Linked DNA regions of Triticum aestivum: region 2 is linked to region 1. A link is a contact called in public Hi-C data. All regions are on one chromosome and are shown on one strand. The core of a region is the stretch at or near the end of the contact, and the rest is flanking DNA. Distances in the headings are between cores, read along the strand shown. Region 1 holds the start of LOC123071122 (F-box protein At2g41170). Region 2 holds the start of LOC123071125.

What was found. Hi-C and Micro-C count contacts between places; a contact is called where the count stands out from the background.
Region 2: a contact with region 1 is called in a Hi-C map of leaf, with 10 times the contacts expected there. The contact joins the promoter of LOC123071125 here to the promoter of LOC123071122 in region 1. A contact is called at or near these places in 3 of 5 Hi-C or Micro-C datasets (all in leaf).

The regions. Positions count from the first base shown.
Region 1 is chr3B:591,310,960-591,316,760 of IWGSC CS RefSeq v2.1, forward strand. LOC123071122 (F-box protein At2g41170) reads right to left here and starts at 3,218. Exons shown (of 5, transcript XM_044494613.1): 1 at 1,927-3,218; 2 at 1,697-1,779; 3 at 1,293-1,471; 4 at 1,096-1,170; 5 at 29-776. The coding sequence starts at 2,604. The coding sequence ends at 589.
Region 2 is chr3B:591,576,243-591,582,043 of IWGSC CS RefSeq v2.1, forward strand. LOC123071125 reads right to left here and starts at 2,428. Exons shown (of 8, transcript XM_044494616.1): 1 at 2,138-2,428; 2 at 1,970-2,061; 3 at 1,801-1,875; 4 at 565-671; 5 at 414-469; 6 at 101-251. The coding sequence starts at 2,284. LOC123071124 (disease resistance protein RGA2) reads right to left here. Exons shown (of 2, transcript XM_044494615.1): 1 at 3,394-5,801; 2 at 2,359-2,623. The coding sequence ends at 3,397. It also overlaps a transcript of LOC123071126 not described here.

The sequences.
Region 1 (5,801 bases), core at 1,968-4,467:
ACCCATCTAGAAGCCACATGCCTGGAGAGAAAGATAAAATAGGATCAACCAAGTTACAAACTTGTACACCGCATTTCTGCTGACTATACTTAAGCAAGCCTCTGTCCCTTGCCGCGGATCATCTCTCGGATAGAGGCTTGCACTTGTACTCTTTGGCCAGATATTAGGCACTTGATTGTCAAATCCGTACAACAATGGAGTAACAGTGAGGACAAGGTTGCTTTCCGCGTCCGGAGCAGCCGCGTAACCGGATATACTACCTGGCTACAATGACTGGGAAAAATACAACTGGACATCGATTTATACCAGGTAAAATTCCAGAAATCTACAAGTCTAGGATCCGGCAGCAGCACGGTGCAAACTGAAGGCTTGGTAAAGCTGTACATCATCATTCACATAAAAAGCCTATCGTTGCCTCTCTGCTGCTAGAACTCTGAAATCCCGCGTACCCATCTGAATTTTCCAGTAGTACCAAAACAATTCAGAATTTCGGCGGCGGCAGCATGCGAACGGATTCTTCAGAGGAACGCCGCAGCTCGGCGACCACCGGTAAGCAGCTGTACAACGGAGCGGAAGATATGCCCATGTTCAGCTGAGCACGTCGACCGGCCAGAATCGCCGCCACGTGGAGATCTCGTCTTCGGTCTGCAGCTTCCTGATGCCGCCGTAGAAGCCGTCCGTCTCGTCCCCTTTCTCCCGGTGGTCTTTCCTGCTCACCGTGGTCTGCCTCCACCTCGACCCGGCCGCGTAGTGCTTGAACTCCAGCATGATCGTATCTGACAGAGCACACACACACAAAGAAATTCAGATAAGCGCGCACACAACACAATGACAGAAGAATAAGTGGAACATGCTGTGGATATGGATAAGAAGGCACGAGAATAGATGCTAGATATATTACTAACAGACTCTGGACTGTGCATACTGGATAGGACGAACGGCACAAGATCACGGGAGAGAGAGGGCCATGATCAGACTGTAGCCACGACGTTTCACGCAAGTTGATCATACTGTGCGGATAAGATGCGCTCGACATGTTCCCGAATATATTCACATGTTTCACATAGAATTCGAGGAAACGAAGTGGGTCGTTACCGTCTTCGTGGCAGCGGCAGAGATGCTCGTTCGCGTTGCACGGCTCGAGGTGACCCACGACGCCGTACCACCAGCCTGTGATCCATCACAAGAAAGCATCCGTCACCAAATGCCATGGCGCCATACCGACAGAATTTCAGAAATGCAGCTGCCGATTCTGCAAGGGCGTCGTGATCGGGAAGAAGAATCATCCATACCGTAGGGGAAATCCTTGTTCTTCCGCCACTGGATCTCGAAGTGGTCGCCGGGGCGGAGGTCCTCCAGGCAGGCCGAGGCGTGGAGGTCCTGCGCCGGCGTGCTCAGCGGCGCCGCGCGGACCCTGCACCACTGCACGCCCTCCTCCTCCTTGGCCGGCTTCCGGCCGTGGGGCGGGTACCTATCGTAGTTCAGAACCCATCAGCACCACATTCAAAGCAACGCCAAAAATATCCATGCTCCGATCGCCTTCACGCATTAAATCATAGTGCACACGTATCTCGGTCGATCACTGATTGATCATGATCAGAACAGCCTATGAACCAGTCAATTCCATCGATCTCGGCCCGGCCGGATCGTAACAGGTAACGGCAGGTGAAGTGGAGTGGTGACTGGTGAGTGGTACCTGGCGGTGAAGGTGTCGGTTCGCCGGTCGTAGCGGAGGTGAGCGTCGTAGCACGAGAGCAAGAACCCGACATGCCCGTCCTGCTAAACACAACAGATTCTCCCGCCATTAAACAATGACAAGCTTTTTGCAGGAAAGAAACAACAGCAAAGCGAGCTGTGCTTAATCTACCTAATCTAATGGCGGATCAAACATTAATTTACAACTGAATAGTAACTGTTGTTAACTACCTCGCGGTTGTACACCTGGGCGGGGAACCAGAAGTCGCCACACTCGAGCGCGCGGTACCACGCGGCCACCGTGTCCGCCGGAGGCGCGGGTGCAGAACGGGCGGCGGCGGCGTCTTCCTTGAGCCAACGGCGGCCGATCCAGGAGAAGGGCCACGCGCACGCCAGCGAGTCCGCCCAGCCCCGCCGCCTGGCCGGGCGCGGGAGGGTGGCGGCGGCCGCTCTGGCGGCCAGCTCCGCCTCCCACTCACTGCGCGCGGCGGCGCCGAGCACGCGGCCCCACTTGCGCCGGACGTGGCGCGCCCACAGGCTGTCCATGGAGCAGCGGTCCCTGAGCCCCGCGCAGACGCACGCCATCGCGGCGAGCGACGCCGGGGACAGCTCCTCCAGCACGCGCTCCAGCGCCAGCTCCGGCAGGTCGAGCACCGGGAGCGCGTCCGCGTCGTCCTCCGCCAATGCGGGCGACGGCGTCTTGGCCCTGGACGGCGGCGGCGGCATTCTGGCGCCCTGCTGCTCCTTCCTGCCCGCCGCGGCGGACGCGGAGTGCCGGAGCAGCTCCCGCGCCAGCAGCAGCGCGACGAGGCCGAGCTCCCGCACCAGCTTCCAGGGCTTGTAGGAGGCGGGCGCGACGAGGAGCAGCGTGAAGGCCGGGAGCGTGGATATAAGGAGGAGCGGAAGCATCTCTCTCTCTCTGTCCCTCAAGAAGAAAAGATGGGAGCAGCCGCAGCTGGTGCTGGTGCCGATGCGGTGGTGGTGGTGGTGGCGCAGCGACAGCGGCAGCACACCCAGACCCAACCAGAGGCGAGGAGGACCAGCGGGGACGGAGGCGCGGCCCCCACGCGGCCCAGGAAAGCGGGGACAGTGCCGACGAGGTGGCGCCGGCAACTTTGCAGCCGAATGATTCCTGCCTCCTTGCCCTCTAACTCGATGTATTGGCTTCTTGCCCCACCGGAAAGCTGTCCACAGTGGCGGCACTGCACGCTCGCCCTCGCTGTCGCTGCTAGTTGTAGTACACTACTACGACGACGAGGACGACGAGCATGGTGCCATGGTGGTGATCACCGTCAGCTCGGCTGTGCCGCCCACGCTCACACGAGCTGTTGCTGCTGCGTGTTTCTTGTGCGTGCTTTCGTAAATTTACTTTGCAGAGGAGGATTTGGTTGGTGGGGCGTAGATTCGCCGGAGGTAAAATGGGTTGGGTCAAGGTGGCCACAATGGTGGCGATCTTCTCCTTTTGTAGGGCACGTTCGTCGCCGCCGGAAGAAGGGAGGTCGATAGTGGTTGGTAAACGGTGAGTGAAGACAACTACTTATTGCTAACTCCCAACACCACCCCGCCAAACTTTATCGTAGCATTTCCGTGGCAAGCAACCAAACACTCGTGCTCCTGGAATACTTTCTGTTTTTTCTTGCACATTATACTTAGAAAACAACCGTGCGTTGTTCGTCCCGGCAAGGCAGGGAGGTCGATTAGTGGTTGCTAGTGGTTAAGCCGAGCAACCAAACAAGAGATTTGGATCGAGCCGTGCCTTGCGTCCAACGGAGGGCGTGGAGAAAACAAGGCGAGGCCACATCACGATTGCCCCAAAATTCTCCTCGGTTGCTCAGACCTCGAGGGCGAGCGCAACCACACTCGGGCCACAGCAGCAGCAACAACAAAATGGCTGCTGCACGCTTCCGCCGCGGTCAAAAGATTTCGGCTTTGATTTAGCCACTTGTTTGGTGCGTGCTGTGCGTGCTAAAAAGGATTAGGACACGCAAGCAGCGATGTTGGAGTATTTTACTATTATTTCCCATTCGGGCGCCATGGGCAGCGAGATTTGGTGTCGGATCGTGGTTTGCTGATCGGGATGGCCTTTTGTGGAAAGGATAAAGGAGGATAACCTTGTTAATCATGCATTAGGGCATGTACAATGATTCTATCTTAGCAATGCCACGTAGGATAAATGATGATGTGGAGGAGAGAGAATTCATAAGAAAAAGCTTGTCTTTTCTTATTTAAGAGAAGACAAGAGATGATCTCTTAGCACAATATGTCTCACCACGTTTTTAGGAATAGCTAGTTATGAAAGATAAGACTAAGAGATGACCCATTATAGACATGTTTTTTTGTCATTTCTTAATTACATGCAAGACTTAAGATAAGGCTATCTTATCAACCATTGTACATGCCCTTAGCTCAACGTAGGTAATTGGCCAATGTACTCTGCAGATTCTGCCGTTGCTTTGATGGATCCCAATTTTGTTACCTTCATTCTTTCTTGCAAAAGCTATTTTCATCTATGCAACGCGGCATGTTGGCATCTTTTAAGTTGCATTTCATTTCATTGTTCCTCTGAATATCTTGTGGCCATGCGCGGCTGATTAATAATTACATGAAGGCATGTCCAGCGCTATACCCTAAACAGACGTCCCTATTTGTCCGCAGACACGTCCTCAATGCTATTCCCAAATGGACGTCTGCATTTGTTCACATACATGTGACGTTAAAAGATTTCACACATGAAATTTAAACACACCTATATGAAATTGAAAAGTGTTTGATATATAATAAGAATAATAGATGAAATTTATTTAAACGCGGGCAACATCCTTGGCCGCCATGGCAGCAAAGCGACAGGGATGTCGCCCGCAGTGGACCCATCGAGCATGGAGTTGCGGAGCGCCACCTAGACCTGCTGCTCATACTCCGACTCCGCCGCAGGTGGACCGAGCAACAGGATTCAGGCTCCCACTTAAGCTCGCCCAGTTGACGTTGGATTCATCATTGTCATCGTCAGGCTCCTCCTTGATTTAGGATGACGCGATGAGAACGAGAGCCTCGGTGGCGTGCGGAGGCGAGGCCAGCACAAGACGACTTGGATTGGAGCCTCAGCCCCCCCCCCCCCCCCGCCCCGCCCAAATTTGTCATCGCGACGTGCAACGAAATATCGGAATGGTAGCCCCCGAGCAACCACATCGCCTAGCTACGATCACATTCCTTCTCACTCATTTGCTTGCCCATAGCAATTGGGTGGCGGGTGTCGTTGTGTGTGGTGGGTGACGGCTAGGGTTTTGTGAGGGGAATAAAGTGAGTGAGAGTGAGGAACGACTGTTTAAAAAGAAGGGTGGGTCGGGTCGTCGATCTGACGTGGCAGACGTCTGGACTCTCATACTTCATCCTCGATTTGGTAGCGGCCTAAGGGATTCCGGACATTCACACTTGTCCGACCAAATACAAGGATACAAGGGGGAAATGTGTCTGAACATTGGAATCTGAATGAAGGTCCACGTTGGTGATGCCCTAAGTGGTACATATCACTACCATGTTACTAGCATGTTAGCACTGCAGGGTGTGGTGGCAGTTTTTAGTTCATAGAATCTCCTACCATCGAAGGTGAATGTTGACGTTTCTGGATATTTGGCCCATTACACATCAAATTCCTGAAGAAATCTGGGTCATACTAACTATTAGTAGGTTCATGACATGGCGGGAGTTTACCTACAAGTGGAGTCAGGTTTGGAATGGGCCGGTTCGCTCTGGCCCGGACTTGGTCCTCGTCGCCCCCTCTGTTCTATTCAGTGACATGGAGCCAACCGAATGGCCTCATGTCTTATAGGACAACATTGTCCAGCCCATTTTAATACTTGATTGCACAAGAACAAAAAGTATTTACACAACAATAATATTTCAATTAGCATCATTTAGCTGTAGAGATTTTTAGTAAGTTAGGATATTTACATTCTATTTGTCCAAATAAAAAAGGAACATATGCATTTTTTTTCTATTTCTAACACGAACCGTTTGCATCATAAGGTAGCAAATTTATAACTTTGAAACAAAAGCAGTATTTGGTCAGTGGTTTGGAAATTTCATATAAGCAGTAGGGTAATAAGCTT
Region 2 (5,801 bases), core at 1,178-3,677, 260 kb after region 1:
ATCCCAAAGAAACAGAACAAGCCCAAGTGCCAAGCTTAATCAGAGTTCATGCTAGGTTAAAAAAAAAACAGAGTTCATGCTACAGGATGATGATACTCACGTTTCCTTTTGGAACCTGATTTTGCATTTTCAGAATCTTTTCCCTTCAGTGACTGAGCGATGTCATGCAATACTGAGTTTAGCTCTAGTCGAACATCAGGAATTGCACTAGTCTGGGAATCCCAGTAATTACACTTCAACCAATCAAATGCCTGAAAGTAATCTCAATTTGTTAAAGATGCAGAATCACTGACAAAACATACCAGCAACTCTAAAAATTATGTTATTTGATTTAATACCAAAGCCAACATCCAGAGATAAATAAAATAATTAGCTAGATGTCCTAGAAATACTAATCAATCAACTGAGTGTACCTTAATGGCTGCCAAATGTAGCAGTCGCAGAGAGGGGATGCCGCGATGTGAACTCTCTGCATGCATGCGATATATATATATATATATCTTCATTAGGACTGAAATAGAATAGTGCAAAATAATCTAGATGCAATAGACAAAATTTACTAACCATGACGAATGTCAACGAGAATTCGTGGTACTCCAACAGTCTCAGCTAAATCAGATATTGAACGACCAGTTTCCTTGTGCGGGCTCTCCATAAAACCATTTACAAGTCTGGGAATAAGATTAAACAAAAGTATAAAATAAGCCTTGTACATAGTCATCGCTGTTGAAGTCTTTCCCTGATCAGGCATACATTCAGTTTTTAATCTCATTAGAGCTCTACAGTACAGAAAGAAAAACTAATAAAAGCAAGAATTTGCAGTAACGTTGATATGTGCATCTAGATTGCAGTGTTAGTAACTACTTGTTAGCAACTTGGTGCTAAGTTGGGCACTCTTTTCCTCTGAGACATGAGGCTGGTACTGACCATAGAAGTGCATTATGCATAACTGAATACAAAGACTCCTTTTGACATTGTTTTGGATTATGGTAATATTATCTTGTTGAGATGCTTCAAGATACTTGTGTATTTGGATAGCTGTGTACAATCAAGTTGCAAACAGATGGCTCCAAACATATGTGAGGAAAGTGAAACTGCCGGCTTACAAAATTTATCTAACTTGTATGATATAATAAATAGAGCACTATATTTTTCACAACTTTCTTTCACAGCAGCTTAATGGATAAGCGCAGTTCAGGCAGCAACCACAAACTGAGCCGAAGAATACGATGGAAGTGAACAACATATGATAGTTTCAAAATCAACTAGAAAAACTAAAGCAGAGAAACATTGGTTAGTGCCACCAGGGTGGTTGGTTAGATTTCATGTCTTTTGGCGTTCATCAAATACAACAGACCGGCGTTTTGACGCATGTTCCAGAAAAAAAAACTAGAAATGGGGACCACAAGATATTGACACCAAAGTATGTTCTAGACTTCTAGCAGCCTCTAGTTCAATTGCATCAGAACGACTATGATTAAGCTCCTATGATCTGCAGAAGTAAACTATGCTATTTCATCAAAAGCTCCTATTCATGAAGAATCTCTGGACCACATGAAAAATATGAAAAACAGCTTTAAGAACATCAAGTCACGAATACTAATTTGTTCCCCTAAACTGCTTGCACAGTCCATCTCTTTGCACAACAAGATGTGTCACGCATTTGAACCCAGCAAATAAAAGGCGTTGTTTCTCCTTTGGCACAGCGATAACACCACTGGCTCATTTCCCCCCAAGTAAATCACCAGTACTATTCAGTTTCCACACATAAGGCGAAAATAGCACCAGAAATTTCCTCACCTGATGATTGCCATACTGTACAGCAAGGCGAGCATCTCGTCTGACTCCAGCTTATCATCTGAAGCCACTCCATTCCTAGAGGAAAAATTTCTATCACATATATAACTTCGTCCCAAATCCATCCACACGCAATAGAAAAAGGTTGGAACTATGCATCCAAACAACATACCGGAAGAAGGGATCCCGCAGCCTTATCTCGAAGAGGGCCGCAGTGACCTCCACGGGGATAGGGAGGCAGCCCCTGCTCCGCCACGCCGCGATCTGCACCAACGAAACAGTCAGATTTCTCACCACTCGCCTGACAATTTTTGGGGGCCTCGAGGAAGAGGATACCTACCCTGCGAAGAGCGGCGCCAGGGTCGGGGTAGGGGGAGAAGATAGCGTCGCGGACGAAGCGCCACTCCGCCCAGCTCGACCACGGCACCAGCTTCCGGGCGGTGGAGCGGCCGCCGCCGGCGTCGCCTGCATCTTCCGCCGCCTCCATGGGAGCCGAGCTGAGCGGCGAGTCCAAACCCTACTAAAACCACCGGTGGGGTCGCGCCGTTTCGCTCGGGGGAAAAGGCGACGACTCGCTGCCTGGGTGGGCCAAGGGTGTATGTGTCGTTGCGAGTGACGAGCAGGGTGTTTTCTGCAATTTGCCACGACTGTTGTTGAGGTCTGTCCCCACCCCGCCGCCCACCGTGCGGCCGCGGCCGTGGCCAACCTCCGGTACATGGCCTCGCTGTCTGCCCCTCGTCGGAGGAGAGGCGTAAAGGCAACCGCAGCCAGGACGCCCGCGCCGTCGCTCTCTCATCCTGCCGCCGTTCACATTGTCCGCTCCAACCTGCACGACACCAACATGTGAGTACCCTAGCCTAACCCAATAACCCCCGTTGCGTGCCAACAAAAATTGCAGTTTCAATTCGTGCGCGTGCTGCCAAGTCGACATTAAGAATGCTAGATTGCACAACTGGGGAGAAATGGTCACGAAGAGGATTAAATTTAACCAAATTGTCGCTGCAATTGTGGGATAAATTCTTCTTTTTAGGGGCAACTGGGGGATAAACTCTGGCAGTGTGGTCTGGAAACCTTCTACACTGTATCGCGCATGGGTCTCACATGCAACCTCAGTTGACCCAAGCAATGATCTAATCTGATAAGCACAAGTGTGATGATTCAGCTGAGTATTCAGCATGTGTTAAATTATAATGCACATATTACAGATCTGTAAACAAGATGTCTACGACTTCATAACACTACTTCTTTTCATGGTTTGTACTTTCTAGTACACTATTACACTCATGGCCACTAATCACTTTCTAGTAGTTAATTACTATCACCAATCTGCAAAGAGATTTATCAAAAGAATTCATTCGCAGTATGTTTAGTATTTTGATGGTCTAGTTTGTTTCTTTCCTACTAGTTTGGTTAACCACCCTATGACTGTTGCGATAAATAAACTCGAACTGCTTGCTCATGGAAAAATCATCGTCACATCAGTTTAGATATTTAATCACAGTTGCAGCTTGCAACAGAAATTTAACTCTTTATTGAGACTAATTGGAGGAAAAAATATGATTGCAGTATCAATGTCATTATGAGGAAATGTGTCACCTCCTATATCTGCTCAAGCACAATAACATCCCCATCAATCTCGATGTCTCTGATGTGAGCTATCTTGACTCGGTCCTGTCCACCTTCTTGGCATCGTTGCTTAATTTTTGGGCATTGATTGATGTAAAGCTCCTTGAGCCCCCTGGGCAGACCTTCTTCTGGCAAGCTTTCAAGCTCACGACAGTTGGAGATATGTAGTGTTTCAAGTGAGGAGACTTTATGCAGACTTGGAGGCAAACACTGGAGGTCATCACAGCGTGATATGTCTAAGAACTGAAGTGTGTGAGGTAAAAGCTCCAGTGGGAAGTTACTGATGTCAGGGTAGTCAGCAATTTGGTAGTCAGAAATTTGAAAATGCTTGAGACGAGGACAGTATTGTAGGCCATTTAGAAGTACGTGTGCTAACAGAGAGCATGATGTTAGACGGATTTCTTCAACTGAAGCAGGAAGCAAGCCTCGCTCCAGGGCTGTCCAAGGTACCAGGCAAGGGCACTCGTAGATGTGCAGGAACTGAAGTGATGTAAGTGGACGGAAACACTCTTCTGGTAGCGAAACAAGCTCTTCACAGTGGGCTACTGTTAGACTCTTGAGGGCTGTCAGATTCTGTGAAAGCAAGCCTACACGCAGAGATGTTAGATTCGGGCAACCATTGATGTATAGAAATGTTAGAGAAGACGGACAAGCTTCTTTTTGAAGATCTGGAAGTGACTCAAGTCCAGCTTCATCTATCCTCAGTGTTGTAAGTGTTGGTGGAACTGGGGGTAACTTCTTCAGCTTGGGGCAATTGATGAGACCAAGTTCAGTTAATTGAGGGAACAACTGATCAGCATCATCAAAAATCCACTCTCCCAGCTTCGGCATATCTTCCAACAGAAGCTCTTCTAATGCTGGAAAACATTTTATTTGTCCAAGTCCTGTGAACTCGTGTCCAATTTGTGTCACATCAGTTGCTCCGGCTATATTGAGATTTTTGAGGAAAGGAAGTTGGCCTAATGGCGGGAGAACTGTGCATCTGCAGTTGCATATATGGGTGGTTTGCAGATTAGGAAGAAATGAAGTAGCGAGCCAGCTCGGGAACCTCGCCCCTGGAAAACCTTTAATCATCAATTCCTTGATATCGATATGTGGTTGAAGGCCTTCCAGAACTTCGTCTTGCTGATCTGAAGGAGTAAGTTTACAGTCCTCATCCCATATAAAGTGTAGAGCTCGAAGATATTCTTTGGTTTTCAACTTCGCACAAATTGCATCTTTTTCATCAGCCACATTGTTGAGGCCACGAATGGTAAGTTTTCCTTGCAGCTGATCCATGTTTCTTAACTCTGTGATGTTGTGCCCGGGGCGTTTCAAGACAACAAATTCTTCTAATTCCTGTAGGCAGATCAAATTTCCAATTCCTGGTATCCTTAACAGTAGCCTTGTGCTTCCCTCTAAGTGGCGCAGATTAGTGAGCTTAGTGATGCCATGTGGCACTTCCCTTAGTGAGCTGCAGTTGTTCAGCTTCAATATTTGCAAGTTATAGAGCTTGACAATAGATGCTGGTAATGTTTTTATTTCAGTGCTGCTGAGATCTAGGAAGCGAAGTTGTTTCAGATTCCCTATAGACTCTGGTAATTCCTTAAGACCTCTTCCATGCATATCAAGAACTCTAAGGAATTGAAGTTTTATAAAGACACCATCAGGGAACTGAGACATCTTAGAATTGTATCCATGCATGAGAATTAGTGTTCTTAACTTCCTAAACCCATACAGTGGATCAAAATGCTTGGTCCCGGCACCGGTGCATGGAAATGAAAGATGACGAGTCTTTATGGCATTGTCGTATCTTGTCCCGTCCTCAAATCGCTCACAGTGTTCCATGGAAACTGATATAGCAAGGTCATGCATTGCATCATGCATCACATAGTTCTCCTTGTAGGGCTGGAAAAAAGACCTGCTTACCAGCTCATTAAAATATGCATAACCAGAATCCTCAAGTATCTTCTTTCTAGATTGCCTGATGAAACCAAGTGCTAGCCAAATCTTAACCAACTTCTCTTTACTGAATACATAATCTTTTGGATACACGGAACAGAATGCAAAGCACTGTTTGAGATGTGGTGGCAAATGGTTGTAGCTTAGCCGCAGAGCTGGCAATATGTTATTTTTGTCTGCTGGTAGCTCCCATATATCACTTCTTAGTATCCCCTTCCACTCCTCTTCATCTGCTTTGCAGAAGAGAAGGCTCCCTAATGCTTTTGATGCGAGAGGCAATCCCTTCAGCTTCTTCACAATTTGCCTTCCTATCACCTCCAGCTGTGGGTGTGTGCTGCAATCACCATCCCTGAATGCATGGCTCTTGAATACGGACCAGGTGTCATCGTCCGATAGCTGCTGTAACTTGTAGGGCTCTACCCCTCCCATGATTCTGC